Linked DNA regions of Gossypium hirsutum: region 1 is linked to region 2. A link is a contact called in public Hi-C data. All regions are on one chromosome and are shown on one strand. Each heading gives the region's core, a stretch centred on a gene start, on an enhancer-like site or on the middle of the called end of the contact. The rest is flanking DNA. Distances are from core to core; before and after follow the strand shown.

Region 1 (2,700 bases), core at 68-2,567, 38 kb after region 2:
GCTCTGATAAGAACCTCCCGCCCCCTATGGAAAGTAATCTCGAGCTCCAACTTGAGACTCTTTTAATTAGCGTTTCTTTAAGTTCCTTAAAAGCCCTATGTTTGTTACACCCCACCATTGAAGGGAGATTAGGGTATTTATCCAGATTTAGATTCTGATTAACCCCCAAAACCCTACAAACCTCATCTCTGTGAAACTGATCAACATTGGAACTGAAAAAGATCTCTAACTTGTCGAAGTTGACTTTTTGGCCAGAACAGTTAACATAAACCTCTAAAATATCTTTGATCACCATTGCTCTATTGATAGACGCATCTCCAATGATAAGGCTATCATCTGCAAAAAACAAATGGGTGATTCGTGGTGCTTGCCTACTAACCCGAAAGCCATTGACAACTCCCCTAGTAGCAGCCATTCTAAGAAGAGTCGACAAGCCTTCACCACATATAAAGAATAAATAAGGACTAATAGGGAACCCTTGGCGAAGGCCTCAAGACAGGAAAAATGAATCCCCCACCTCCCCATTCATAAACATAGAATACAAGATCGACGTGACACAAATAGTAACTTTCTCAATCCACCTATCCAAAAACCCCATCCTTCGAAGCATAACATGCATAAAACTCCATTCAACCTGGTCATAAGCTTTACTAATATCAAGTTTTAAAGTAAATGACCCCTTTCTCCCTATTTGTTTTCTCTTCATAGAATGTAAAGTTTCATATGCAGCTATGATATTATCCGTAATGAGTCTTCCCAAGACAAAAGCACTTTATGCTTCACCATTACACAAATGGAGAATCTTTTGAAACCTATTCGCCAAAATCTTTGAAATGATTTTATATAAAATATTACAAAGACTAATAGGTCTAAATTGAGTCATGTACCGAGGAGAACTGACCTTGGGAATTAAAACAAGTTTTGTGTTGTTAATTTCAGCCATATTATGCAACCCCTACAACGTCTCAATACAGAAATTAGCCACATCTTTGCCCATGATATGCCAAAACCTTTGGTAGAAAATCATCCCTATCTCATCTTCGCCAGAAGCTTTTAGTGGGCTCATGGCTTTAAGAGCCGAACACACCTCTTCATATGTAAAATCCTTCTCAAGGTCCTCGTTCATCTGTTGAGAAATACATGGCTCAACACCTTCTAAATTGAGCTTGGATCTCCAACACTTTTCGTTGTAAAAAGAGAAGTAAAATAATCAGTGGCCAGCCATAATAAAGTAGCATTGCTCGCATGGGTATTACCCTCGCCATCCACTAACTCTTCCACCTTATTCCTTTTACATCGATCAATTACCGATTGGTGGAAAAACGGGTATTTCTATCCCCATTTTTCAGCCAATTCGCTCTAGCTCTCTATTCCCATAAAGCTCCTCCTTATCCACCTCCATATTAATTTGCAGCTTGGTCTCTACAATTTTCCCCAAAATCTCGTCCGTAGGGATTTCGTTATTTAGTTGAAGCAACTGTTTTTCCAACTCTTTCTTCGTGATAGACTTTTTTTTTAATTCCCCTAAACCATTCCTCAAGGCCCATACCCATAGCCTTTATCTTATTTGGAATAGGCCCCACACTCTCGGTCCAAATTCTTCTTACCTCCAATTCACAAGAGTCCTTCAGCAACCACGAAGCTTCAAATCTGAACTGCCACTGCTTCGAATGTTGATTCCCAAAATTTGAATTAAGCAACAGAGGGCAATGGTCTGAAAATGCATGAGATAGATGACTTAATTTAAAATTAGGAAATAAATCCCACCAAGGATGATTCGCAATACCTCTATCAAGACGTTCTCAAATATTATTAATTCTCATACGTCCTTTTTCCCAAGTAAACCACTGACCATTGAAACCAATATCAGTGAGAGAACAGTCATCCATAACTTTTCGAAATCTACACATTTGTCTTTCCCTCCTAGTTAGCCCCCCTTTCTTCTTAGATGAATATGCAATTTCATTGAAATCTCCAATAACAACCTAAGGAATCTGTGGGGAATCATTCAGAGTACGTAGCAAATTCTAAGATGTTTCTCGCAAATTTTCCTCTGGTGCTTCGTAAACCCCCTTACATCTCCAAGTTTTCCCCTCTGAATCCTCATCAATCATAACATCTATCTGCCTACTTGAAAAAGAGAGAAGAGAGATTTTGCAATTATTATTCCAGCCTAACGATAAACCCCTACTTCTACCATTTGAATCAACATCAATTCCATTAAGAAAACCGCACTTGGGTCTGACCTTCTCCATCTGATAACCTTGAAGTTTTGTCTCAATTAAAAACACCACCGTGGGACTTATATCTTTCAGCCTATGCTAGAGACGATTGATAGTTCGAGGCCTCCCCAAGCCCCAAACATTCCAGCTTAGGAGTTTCATTGCTCCCGCTGGCTTATTTAGTAAGGCCTGCCGATCTTGAATTATTGTGTACTTGCAAATAAGTAACAAGAGTTTCGTTAAACAATATGGTGAATTCAGGGTCTTTTGAGTCCATCACTGTGCATTATTGGACCATTAGTTTCTTCATGGGTTACCATCTCCTCATCAAACTCGTCATTGCTTTGGATCATAACCCCAAGTTTTATTGGGCCTATATTAACAATAGCCTTTCATTTTTCTTTCACAGAAGCAGAAACATAATCTTTTTGACTAATCCCCTCATTAATTCCTTTAATTACTAGATTTGATGTCAGAA
Region 2 (2,763 bases), core at 42-2,541:
TGAAAATAAATAATGACACTAAGCAGTATAATACGTAGAAGCCTGTCCGTCTAAAAGCTTCCTAGAAGCATTGTCCCAGGATAACAAGTTCTGATGGCAGGGTAAACAAATTAAATACAAAATTTTCTTAACTTCTGCCAAGTAGATTCAAGCAAGGCCAGAAATAGAAGCAAAAGAAGCACCTAAATTATGTTGTAGGTATTGAAAAAGATATAATTACCTCTCCAAAAGCACCCTTTCCAATCATGGTCAATGGCTCAAAATCATCAGCACCCATCTTATGCCTCTGAAGGTGCATGTATTCTGTCTCCTTCTTCTCAAAATACTTGAGTAAGTTATTGTGTTCTTCTTCAGAAACTTCAGCATCAGCCAACTTCTTTTCCAGAATATCTCGTCTGCAGAAAATCATAATTACCCAAAAATCACCATCCATATTCTTCAGAAGAAAACTGTCACAACTTTCCGGCATTCCTCCAATCACAAACACATTTTATAATATCAGCATAGTTACATTGCTTGCAACATTATAGTTATGCAGTAACAGTAACTAATACATGGGGAAATTTCCAAGAGAAAGGATTTTAAATCATACCGCTCCTTTCTTTCCTGCAGGCTTTTCATCTGCTTCTTGTAATGGTTTTCAATATACTGCTTTGCAGCTTCTACCCGCTGTTTGGTGACATTTGATGGTACCTCTTCCCCTGCTGGTGGTTTAGACCCCTCTTTTGCATTACCTGCAGCTTCTTTCTTTTTTGAAGACTTCAACTTGTTGAACCAACACCTTACAGATTCCATTGGTTTAGTTGATAAATACAATCCTTATGAACCCACAGATCTAGATGTACATTATAGCTCAGTATACAAAAATCTTGCTCACTTTAGCACGTTAACACTTACCAAAATATCCAAGAAATACATTCTGCAATGGAAAATTATGAAATAAGAATGAGGCTAACATTTCAGAAACAGAAAGAGCAGCGGAAATCGTGTAACTTTTAAAGCACTAGCTCGTCATCAGATGTCAAAGGATACAACGCACAAACAAACAAAAATTAGATAAATGGGCAGAATTAGTTAATGCTAATGATCTACCTGAGTCAAACATTCTAGTACTAAGTTAGCTTTATTAGTTGCAACATGCAGCTAGATGCACTTTGGCACAATTCTTACCAATCAACATGATTTTTCCTACATTTTCCAGCAACCAAACAACAAACTAGACCTCAACCCAAAACTCAATTCTCAATTATCAAGAAGTTTGAAACCCAAAGCAGTGTTCCAAAAAGACCAACTTAAAACACCTATAGATGATATCCCACAAAAAATAAAAAAATCCTGTGATCCTTACCCAAAAAAACGATTTCAATCAATTTAAAGTCGGCATTCGGTTAATCAATAAAATTCAAAAGCACTTCAACCAGGATAATATCCGAGAAAGAGTTTATAATGTTTAACATTAAATAAAAAAGTTTTTGGCTACATTTTTTTCTCACAAAAGGAACACTGAAATTCTGAGACTACGGGAAAATAAGAACCGAAATTAAAACTGTAATTGATCTAGAACACTGAACTAGCAAAGACACACTAAAACAATTAATTTTCAATTCTTCGAGGTTTCCATCAACCAAACAGAAAAGAATATAATACAAATCTCAATTCAACTTCAGAATTAAAAATAAAAAATAGAAGAAATCAATTAACAGAAACTAACCATTAAAATCCATCCACTGATCCGGTTTCTAGAGAATCCTATTGAATTCCATAATAATAATAATAATAATAATAATAAAGAAATGGAACTGAGCTATTAAATAAAGTGGAAACCCTAAAAGAAAAGAGTAAGGGGAGACAAGAGAAGATTGAGGCGACGATCAAGAAATTGCAATCCCATTAATGCTTAGGAATTTAGGCTTTTCAAAAAGTTGGAAGCTTTGCTTTGTATTTGCTTTGAGCTGCTTTTAAATTTAATTTTTTAAATTTTTTGTCAATTAAAATTAAAAGAATGTTTTAAATATTTTTATGAATTAAAATTAAAATTAAAATTAAAATTTTTAACTGTCTCTCTTAGTCATGTTTTATTGTTACATTTTTCTATCATTTTTATGAATAAATTATCAGAAAGCTCATTTCTAAAATAAAATTACGAAAATAGGTCCTTTTACTTGATATTTATAGGTATGGACTGATTTATGTAAAGCATATTGAGTTGGAGTAGTTTTTAAGAGAAAACTAGAAAAGCGCGTCCAATTTGGCGCTTTTTTTCCTACCACATTTAATAAGTATCCACTTCAACGCACTTTAGTAAAGTGCTTCCATGTAAGCATGTTTTTGCTCGTATTTTTCTCAATGCCCAAATTGTTAATTAGGGGTTTATGAAATTAGGGTTTATAGTTTTTTAATTTGTAAGTGTTTAGGTTTAGGGTTTTATTTATTTTTAAGTGTTTATTAATTATGGGTTTAAGGTTTTATTTCATTTTTAGGATTTAGGGGTTCTGAAAAATAATTTGTACAAGATGGGACCTGAAAAAGTAATTTTGAGGGGATGAGTTCTAAAGAAATAATTTTAACGAGATGGGTTGAGTTTTGTAGAGAAAAAACGCCCTAAGTAGGATGTACAGTTAACAAAAGTACTGAAAATGCTTCTAGCTGGACGCCCTTTTAAATACTGCTGCTTCTGAAATAATAAATTTGAAGAGACAGTTCTGAAAAATATCTCAGGATTCTCGGGATATCTGAAAAGTTTGTGAAAAATGCCCGAATAGT

The links. A called contact is a pair of places that touch in the nucleus more often than the background predicts.
Region 1: a Hi-C map of leaf shows a contact between it and region 2, with 4 times the contacts expected there. The contact joins two enhancer-like sites. A contact is called at or near these places in 16 of 34 Hi-C or Micro-C datasets (anther, callus, hypocotyl and 3 more).

Annotation. Positions count from the first base shown.
Region 1 is chrA10:30,577,489-30,580,188 of Gossypium_hirsutum_v2.1, forward strand. The region is part of intron 3 of LOC107897884 (a long non-coding RNA gene); the gene reads left to right. Among protein-coding and RNA genes, the nearest start is that of LOC107897884, 3.4 kb to the left of the region's middle. Within about 2 kb of position 1,318, at least 8 of the 9 cell types and tissues checked have an H3K27ac peak or open chromatin away from gene starts, as enhancers often do.
Region 2 is chrA10:30,539,735-30,542,497 of Gossypium_hirsutum_v2.1, forward strand. It overlaps the pseudogene LOC107897885. Among protein-coding and RNA genes, the nearest start is that of LOC121208418, 7.2 kb to the right of the region's middle. Within about 2 kb of position 1,292, at least 4 of the 9 cell types and tissues checked have an H3K27ac peak or open chromatin away from gene starts, as enhancers often do.